Linked DNA regions of Sus scrofa: region 2 is linked to region 1. Evidence: chromatin contacts called from public HiChIP or PLAC-seq data. All regions are on one chromosome and are shown on one strand. Each heading gives the region's core, a stretch centred on a gene start, on an enhancer-like site or on the middle of the called end of the contact. The rest is flanking DNA. Distances are from core to core; before and after follow the strand shown.

What was found. HiChIP or PLAC-seq counts read pairs in DNA pulled down with a chosen protein or histone mark.
Region 2: a contact with region 1 is called in an H3K27ac HiChIP or PLAC-seq map of skeletal muscle, with 3 times the contacts expected there. The contact joins two enhancer-like sites. A contact is called at or near these places in 1 of 5 promoter capture datasets (fetal skeletal muscle), 1 of 47 Hi-C or Micro-C datasets (heart right ventricle) and 2 of 2 datasets of contacts at active chromatin or transcription factors (alveolar macrophages and skeletal muscle).

What each region holds. Positions count from the first base shown.
Region 1 is chr6:98,258,805-98,263,640 of Sscrofa11.1, forward strand. No RefSeq gene overlaps it. Among named protein-coding and RNA genes, the nearest start is that of VAPA, 7.0 kb to the left of the region's middle. Within about 2 kb of position 2,482, at least 1 of the 83 cell types and tissues checked has an H3K27ac peak or open chromatin away from gene starts, as enhancers often do. A contact at or near this core is called in skeletal muscle, where this site is marked.
Region 2 is chr6:98,521,815-98,526,536 of Sscrofa11.1, forward strand. It overlaps PPP4R1 (serine/threonine-protein phosphatase 4 regulatory subunit 1), which reads left to right. Exons shown (of 20, transcript XM_021096060.1): 12 at 4,444-4,613. Among named protein-coding and RNA genes, the nearest start is that of PPP4R1, 61 kb to the left of the region's middle. Within about 2 kb of position 2,812, at least 5 of the 83 cell types and tissues checked have an H3K27ac peak or open chromatin away from gene starts, as enhancers often do. A contact at or near this core is called in skeletal muscle, where this site is marked.

The DNA.
Region 1 (4,836 bases), core at 1,232-3,731:
AGCCTGGGAACCTCCATCTACCACGAGTGCAACCCTAAAAATACAAAAGACTAAATAAATAAATAAATATCCTTGGATTGTTTGGGTCAATAGTTTTGGCCTGCAAATTGGATACTTTCCTTGAATCCATCGTTATTCATTGAGTCCATCTTCTCTTGCTCATTCCCTTTTCTTTCTCTAGATTACAAAGATTAGAGCACCAGTAAGCACCAGACCCTCTGCAGTTAACATTGCTTTTTCTCCTATAAATACAGTTATTTTTGAAGGAAACCAAGCAAGAAGAAACTGAAAGATGCTTGTGAATGATAAATCCACATTTGGCCTTATCTGACTCCTCATCCTCTCTGAACCCACAGGCTTCTATGCATAACCTAACAAAAACCAGCATATCTTTGGGGTGGAGAGCACAGATTGGGACATAAGCAGACTGGAATCCAGGCCCCACCAATTCTTGCCCTCTGTGCGATTAACCTTTGTGACCTTATCTTAAAATGGCAACAATCCAACTTGGGTGTAATACTGCTTATGAGTACAAAGTGCTTAGTGTGGTGCTCAGCAAAGCTTTTAATAAATGATTACTATATGGTCTAGGGTTTTCTGAAAATAATGAGTGTTGAGTTTTTTGGTATTCATTTATTCTGGTGGTTTGGTTGATGGCTTGTTTTGGACCAAGTGCTCTATGGCACAGGCTAAGGCAGGCGCAAAGAAAACCAATATCTAATGTGAGGACGGGAGAAGTTGATGGTCTAAATGGACATAAGCAACTATAATCCCATGTGTGATGAGTATTAAGAGAAGGAACTGAAAAAGATTAACTCTGGGAGAGTTAGCAAGGACTCCAAAGATATCTGACCATTTCAAGACCATGACATTTTTTTACGGCCAGGTAAACACACACACACACACACACACACACACACACACACACACACCCCCTCTCCAAGATTTTTTTTACTAGAATGTTAAATTTATTTTCCTAGAGGGTTTGGGGGGGTTGTTTTTTATTAAGAACAAAAAAGTTGGAAACATGGATAAGCACAATATGGTATATACAAACAATAGAATATTATTCAGCCTTAAAAGGGAACTTCTAACACATGCTGCAATACAAATGAATCTTGAAGAAGATTCTAAATGAAAGAGGCCAGACACAAAAGGACAAATATTGTATGATTCCATTTATTTGAGGGACCTCAAGTAGTCAAATTCATAGAGATAGAAAGTAAAATGGTAGGTGCCGGGGGCCGAGGGAGGGGGAATGGGGAAGGAGCATTCTACAGCGACAGTTACAGTTTGACAAGAAGGTGTAAAAGTTCTGTAGGTGGATGATGGTGATGTTTACACAAGAATGTGACTGTACTTAATGCTGCTGAACTGGACGCTTAAAAATGTTTAAGATGGCAGCGTTCCCGTGGCTCAGTGGAAATGAATCTGACTAGCATCCATGAGGACGCAGGTTCGATCCCTGGCCTTGCTCAGTGGGTTAAGCATACAGCGTTGCCATGAGCTGTGGTGTAGGTCGCAGATGTGGCTCAGATCCCGTGTTGCTGTGGCTGTGGTGTAGGCCAGCATCTGTAGCTCCAGTTTGACCCCTAGCCTGGGAACCTCCATGTGCCACGGGTCTAGCCCTACAAAGACACCCACACGCAAAAAAAAAATGGTTAAGATGGTAAATTACCACAAGAAGATAAGAGAATAAAAGCATTCGTTTTGTTGAGCAGAAATAATGAATCATTTCATTCTATAGCAGTGCCCTGGCTGTCTCTTTCCATCTCACTGTCTCTTTTTACCTCACTTATTCTGGCCATTTGAAGCAATTTTGGGCTTGCTCCAATCTGGGTTCAATCTCTGGGCTTTCCCGTCTATAGAGATAGTATAACTATCTACCTTCCAGGATGGCTGTTGGAAATTAGGTGACACTTGTGAGTGTGTGAGCACAATACCTGGTACATATGAGTGCTCTGTAAACATCACCGTTGCTGTGATTTACGTCACGATTCTCTCCTTAGGCAGGCACGAATGTCCATCTGGGGCTCCTGTTTTAGGCTATATACCTCGGGAGGGATAATGAGGACCATACATTTATTTGGAGAAAATAAAAGAATAAATCCAAAAAATTGCATTGTCAGCCCTGGAGACACCATAGCACTATCTGACAAACAGTTACTTCAAAGGAATTATCTCTAGTTCTCCTGTTGAACACGGGCTGTAGTTTAAGTCTGGAATATAGCTCATCAGCATATTAAGTCCCTAGTCACTACATTAAAAATAAGAATATATGGAGTTCCTTGGTGGCCTAGTGGTTAAGAATCCGGCCTTGTCACTGCTGCGGCTCAGGTTTAATCCCTGGCCTGGGAACTTCCACATGCCATGGGTGCAGCCAAAAAAAGAAAATTAGGAATATGAATGCCTTAGGGATCACTTTCTACTGCATCGATGAGTACCTAGAGTCCTCAGAGAGTGGTTAAAGCTTGTGGCCTGAATGAAGGCTGGGTGACCCCAGGATCCGGGACAAACCCAGTCTTGTGGGGCCTAAGCAGTTGCTGTGGATGTGGTGCATTCATTCACCAGAGCACCTGTGAGGTGAGTGGGAACCATGGGGTCAGTCTGGAGGTGTGGCTGGACCACTGACCCCTGCAGAATTTATACCATGAAACGTGGACATCAAGTTGATAGCACAATGTGATGCAGGAAGCAAGCAACATTGTAAATGTCCTTAGCACTTGACTTAGTACGATGGCTTTAGCCGTTGTCTACTTGTGTGTTTAACAGCAGTTGAAGCCAAGTATGTACATGTAATTTTATTTCAGGGCAATTCCTCGGCTATATTATGGAGACTCAGTAAGCTGCTTCCTCAGGATGAGGGCTTTCTTTGGAAATTAAAAGGCTCTGAGAAATTTAACTTATCCTAGCCTCAGTGATCCACAAGATTTTACTTCCTTAGAGATGTGATTTAAAAAATACCAAAAGCTTGAGAACACACACACAGCCCATCTTTTTCACGTGGCATTTCTCTCCTCCCAGCGCCCTTTAAGTGTCTGACCCCCAGTGCTGGAGGCTGCTGGCAAGGAGGAGTGACACAACATCCAGAACTGCCGCATCGATTCCCTCCTCGGCCGGTGTCACCTTCCAGGGTTGCTTCAGGACACTCACACTGTACCCGATGGCCAGGGACCAGCGTCATCATGCAGGCTGGCCCGCCAGGCGGCTTCTCGCCCTCTGTCCTCGGCTGGGGAGGGTGATTTGACTCAGCTCAGACAAATAAACCAGGCACAGGGCAACCAGGATATAATTATTCCTATTTTTAATCTGGCTGAAGATCAATAGGATCACGAATTTTGAAGAATTGTAAAGCTAAAGAATGGAAACAAAATCATCCCTAGGAAAGGAACACGGCTTTTCACTGAGGCAGCTCCCCTCAGCTAACTGCTGCCCTGCTCCTGTGAGGACCCTTTCATACAGCCAGGGTGAACCCCAGAAATGCCCACTTCTCAAACACCACCTGGCCATCCCCTCCTGTTTTTCTATGGCTTTGTCTTCCTTCTAGTGAATTTGTTCATCCATAGTGACAGGTCATCTTTCGCATGTGAAACTGACCAGCCTCTTGCCTGAGAACACGGGTGTAGGAGCGGAAGAAAGAAATACAGCTAAGGTATACAGTTGTCTTTTTCATGCAATGGTTTATAGATTATGAAAAGAATAGCCAAAATGCCCATGCTATCTGATCCTACGATGAATGAGAATAATTAAAATATATGTGGGAACTAATGAACCTATCTACAAAAAACAGAGACAGAATCACAGATACAGAGAACAGACTTGTGGTTGCCGAGGGGAAGAGGGGGTGGGGGAGGGAAGGACTGGGAGTTTGGGATTAGTAGATGCAAACTATTACATATAAGATGGATAAACAACAAGGTCTTGCCATACAGCACAGGGAGCTCTACTCAATTTCCTGTGATAAACCATGGTGGAAAAGCATGTGAGAAAGAATATAAATAAATATACATACGTGTGTGTGTATAACTGAATCACTTTGCTGTACAGCAGAAATTAACACAACATTATAAATCAACGCTACTTCAATAAACAATTTTTTAAAAAATATGTGTGTGAACCATATTCTCATAATTGAACAGCATACAAACTTCTTAGGCCATTAAAGAAAACATACTAGAAATGCCTGTTTCCTATGTAGGAACGTCTCGCCCTTAAGTGTATCCTAACACCAACCTTTCATTGCTGTTCTATGTTTAGGCATTTTTCACAAAAATATTTTATTCATTTGCATATTCGTTTCCTGTGGCTGTGGTAACAAATTATGCTTGGATGTTGTTTAAAGCAACAGATACTTATGTTCCCAGTTCTGGAGGCCAGCGTCCAAAGTCAAGTTATAGCCAAGGCTGCATACCCGCTGGAGGCTCTGAAGGAGAATCTGTTCCTTCATTGTTTCAACTTTTGGTGGCTGCTGGCCAGCCTTGCCTGTGGCCCCACCACTCCAACCCCTGCCTCCATCTTCACATGGCCTTCTCCTGTGCATGTGTGTGCACATGTGTGTGTGCACGTGTGTGCGCGCGTATGTGTGCACATGTGTGTTTGCGCACACATGCATGAGGATTCTCCTGCCTCTCCTAGATAAAGACACTATGAAAGGCTTTAGGATTCACCCAAATAATCCAGGGTAATCTCATTTCAAGACACTTAACCTAATCACATCTACAAAGACTCTTTTTCCAAATAAGGTAACACACAGGTTCCTGGGGTTAGGACCAAATATCTTTGGAGCCACCATTCAATCCACTAAAGCTGGTACTAATAAACTTCACATTAACTTAA
Region 2 (4,722 bases), core at 1,562-4,061, 260 kb after region 1:
TAAAATTCACAAGATTTTTTTCAAAGCTCAAACTTTGAAAATTTCCTCAGTGGAGGTGAAAGTAGCAGTTATCTTTATTTGGCTTTAACTTACTATGAGTTTTAAAGATTTTTTTGTGGTAATTTTACACTTGGAGAAAAACTAAATGATCTATTTGATGAAAAGCAAATTCAGGAGTTCCCGTTGTGGCTCAGCATGTTAAGAACCTGATTCATGAGGTTCTAACCTGATTCATCCTGAACCGTGAGGATGTGGGTTTAACCCCTGACCTCGCTCAGTAGGTTAAGGATCTGGCATTGCCATGGGCTCTGGTGTAGTTCAAAGACAAGGCTCAGATCCCGGGTTGCTCACATCCGAACCGCTGTGGCTCTGGTGTAGGCCTCACCTGTATCTCCAATTTGACCCCCTAGCCTAGGAATTTCCCTACGCTGCAGATGCAGCCATGTAAAGAAAAAGAAGGAAAGACAAATTCATATACTTGATTGTTGAAAATTATTTTGGTTTTAACTGGCAGAGAGGTCAGTTGCATTCCCTGGTGTCCTGTACCCCAGCCCCCGCCCCCAGAGCCCACTGGTCTATTTTCTTTCCCCGTGGTGCCACCTTTTCCAGGCGGCGAGTGAATGAGGCACCGTGAGCCTCTGAGTCTGTGTTGGCGATTTATCCTCCTTGTTCCACGAACCTCCTCCTTAGTATTTGCAGCAGAAGATCCCACTTTTTGTCCCTCGCAGTGGATTATTTTCTCTAAAAAACCTCCTGTCTTTACTTTCCTTGATCGTTCCTCAGTTGATTTTTTACCCCTTGAACCCAGAATTCTGCGCTTTCTGACAGTGGCTGGGTGGCAAGCACTGAAGTTTGCTGTCTGGCAGTTCAGCGTCTTGCCCACAATCTGGCCTTGTCTTCCCTGCCCCCCAGGACAGGATCGAGACATAACCTTCCCCAGGCGGGGTGTCGGCTCCTGAGCACTGTCTTTACAGCTGCCTGCTTTTTATTTAAATTTTATGGTCATTATCACTTGAAATTTTATTCAGTTGATCAGACCTTGGTAGCTCATGTTTCTGTTTTTCACACACTCCTTATTTTTCTGGAAAATAAGTTCCTCGCTGGCTTTTAAAAGCCTATTCAGGGATTCTTGCTGTACTTAGCTGCTAGTTAGTTCTCTGACACATAGTGAACACTTAATAAATATTTATGGAAATAAATATTGAATAATCTATATTCTTTTTTAACAAATAAGCTAAAAATATTATGCATAGTTTGTTTTTTTTTTTTGGCTTTTTTGGTTGCACGCACAGCCTATGGAAGTTCCCAGGCAAGGGATCAAGTCTGAGCCACAGCTTCAACCTACGTCACAACTGCAGCAGTGCTGGATCCTTAACCCACTGTGCTGGGCTGAGAACTGTCATAGTTTGCTTTTTTTTAAAGACCTGCATGGGCATAAGAGTTTCAGGACATGACTTGGATTTCAGAAGATGGCTGATATTGTCTGCCTTAAAATTGTTCTAGAAGTTTACAGCCTGCATTTGAGAGATTTTGGTAATGCTGTCTTATGATTTCATCAATCCTCTTTCTAATTTGGCTCTTAAACCTGCTACGATTTAAATTTGTCAGGTTGTTCTTTCTGTCCATAATGCTCATGCTTTCACATCGTATCCACTGATTGATTGATTCGCCCAGCATTACTTATCAAGTACCTGTTATGTGCCAGATACTCTTCTAGGCACTGAGGATATACCAACAACAAACCAGACAAAAACCCAGCCTGGAAGAGCCAGGAGGCTGAGACACTTAGTACGTGAACTGCCTGTGGCAGGTGTCCTGCTGCCAAACAGACGGCCCCAGAAGCTTGAGCCTTTGGCTTTACTAAAGTCTGAGGGCATAGTTAACAATCATTCTGTCACTTGTGGTGACTGTGCCTGACTTTTCAAACTTTAGAAGGTGTGCTGAGGAAGTTTCCGTTGTGGCTCAGCAGTAACAAGCCCGACTAGAGTCCATGAGGTTGCGGGTTCGATCCCTGGCCTTGCTCAGTCAGTTAAGGACCCAGCGTTGCTGAGAACTCTGGTGTAGTTTTGCAGATGAGGCTTAGATCCCACGTTGCTGTGGCTGTGGCGTAGGCCAGCAGCTGTAGCTTCGATTCAATCCCTAGCCTAGGAACCTCCTTATGCCATGAGTGCGGCTCTAAAAAAAAAAAAAAAAAAAAAAAAAAAAAAGTGTGATGAGTTTTTAAAGGGGCCTTGAATGTGGATACCCTTTCTTTTCTAACTCTGCTCTTGTAGGCAGTCATTTCCTTCAAACTGTCAGAGAAAATCAACCTTTTTGAAAGGCAGTACTTTAACCCCAAATTGAAAACTAAGTTCTGACCAGGGACTAAACTAGTTATGTTGCATGATGTTTTCCTGACAGCTGGACAGTAAGATCTTGGGGGGAAAGCAGGGAGGTGCTGCCCAGAGGCCTTGAAGGGGGAGCTGCCCAGCCCCACCCCAACCCCAACCCCACCCCTGGTGTTGTTGGGCCCAATGCAGGAATTAGTTCTTCTGGCAGTTGCAGCCAGAAGAGTCATTCTATTTGTTGACTGAAAGCAATAAATGATTGGGGATTGCTGTTGCTTGTGGCAGAGTTAGAAGTTGTGAAGGTTTGGACCAGCTGCTCCAGCCTCTAAGGGAGAGAGGGAAAATCTGGGTTTCCAGGCGGCACTGCACGCGAGTCTGGGTTACTGGGGCAGGTGTCTGCACAGATCCCTGCTGGAATGGGCTCTGCTCCCGGGTCTTGGTCTGCGTGGCACATGAGGTCAGGCATGCTAAGGACCTGGCTCAGTCTCTCCCATTGGTCTGGCAGTGCATCTGCTGCCCTCTTGGCTCCAGTGGAGAACTGGGCATCAGGCTGTTCTGGAGCCGGTTTTATAAACTTTGTGCCAAGTTTTTGGTGGTTTTTTTTTTTTTTTTGAGAGCTGTGCCCATGGCATATGGAAGTTTCCAGGCTAGGGGTCAAATCAGAGTTACAGCCGCCAGTCTGTGCCACAGCAACACCTTATTTTTAACCCATGGAGCAAGGCCAGGGATCAAACCTGCGTCTTTATGGATACTAGACCGGTTCATTACTGCCGAGCCACAACAGGAATTCCCTGTACCAGTTTTTTGAAGAAGCTAACGTCACATGTGATGTACTTCAACTTCTGTGAACATACAAACCTAAAGATAAGGGTGAGCATCGACAGGCTGGAGTCCAGGGTCCCCTCTGATAAGTGACCCACATGGGGCATGTTCTGTGAGAGTCTCTGGTTTGTCAGGTGCTTCCCAGGAGCAGGTCAAATGAGGACCCCCACCACACACATACACACTCACACACACCTGTTGGGTGTACGTAGACAGAGCACCTGCGTGTGATGGACAGTGGGTCTCCTTTCGTGCGGTTGAGATCTCACTGTGGAAACAAAGGATTCCCAAGGGGTGTGGGGGCAAAGCGATGGAGGGGTTGGTAGAGATTGCAGCTGAAATTCGCCAAAGAACGAGGGCGCCTTCCGTGAGTAAATGTGGGTGATTAGACACCTTCACTTTGGCCTCTGCAGTAGGTCACCGTCCTGTATGTTCGCGTGTCTCTTTTGCCAGGGACCTCACGTACCATTGGCTAGAATGGTGCCAGGGCTGCGGCACGTCATAGGCCATCTAAATCAAGTGGTTACTCTGGTTGCTGTTAATGGTGTGGGACACTTTCTCATCTTTGTACTGAATACGTTGGAAGTTAAAATGTATAAATTTCTGAGCATCCAGGTGGATTGTTCCTTGACGTGATGCCAAACGCTATGTTTTTGGCTGAATTCCTCTTTTATTTGGGTGGGGAAGGAGGTTTATCTTAGCTTTGAATCACTTTTATAAAGAAAGTGCAACTCAACATCGACAAGACCATTTGCCAGACGTCAGGCTGCTGCTTGGTAACTTGTCGTTTTGGTGTCCTGCAAGCAGGGCGTTGCTTCATTGGGATCCCTGTGTTTGGGACCAGTCGCTAGTTTCATTTTCCAAAAGAATTAGAGAAAAACAGAGCGGACTGAGACGTGTGATGTTTGACTGTAACTGCCACAGAAACCCTTGTAACTGCCATTGTTTTCTGTTGGCAGGGCTTGCGGGGCTGCTCTCCTGCTAACTAGCTTAGTAAGTAAGCCTGTCGGTCTCGTCATGCATCACTGCAGCTAGTGCACTGACCCTGAGATTGACTCCAACACTAGCTAGCCCCTCTCTCCATACTAACGCCGAATAATGTGCAGTAGTGGATGAGCGTGGTTAATCTCACGGAAGCGTCTTAGTTTTTTCCTTTTTCTCTCGGAGAACTAATGATTTACCGCAGTAGAGGTTTTGTCCAGCTTCTGGGTGGCAGTGTCCCTAAGGGGCCTGCTCATCCTCCATTGCGGGAGCCTGCCGGGCAGGCCGTGCTCACTGTCTGTTCTGCCCACAGCGCAGGTGGACGTGCTGGCCGCTGCCCTGCGCGCCTCCAGCCTGGATGCCCGCGACGAGGCCTCTGAAGCCACCAGGAGGGCCACTCAGGACGAGCCGGCTACTGGCGAGCCCCCTGGCTGTGGACTGGGCCACGATGCCACCGGGCCACTCATCAGCGATGCTGTTGAGGTAACTTGCGTTCACAGCGAGCTGGGTGGGCCCGGAGGCTTTCATGGGTCACAGGGGCGTGGCACGCCCTCGGCAGCGTGTTCTCACCTCCCCCTTAGCGTCACGTCGT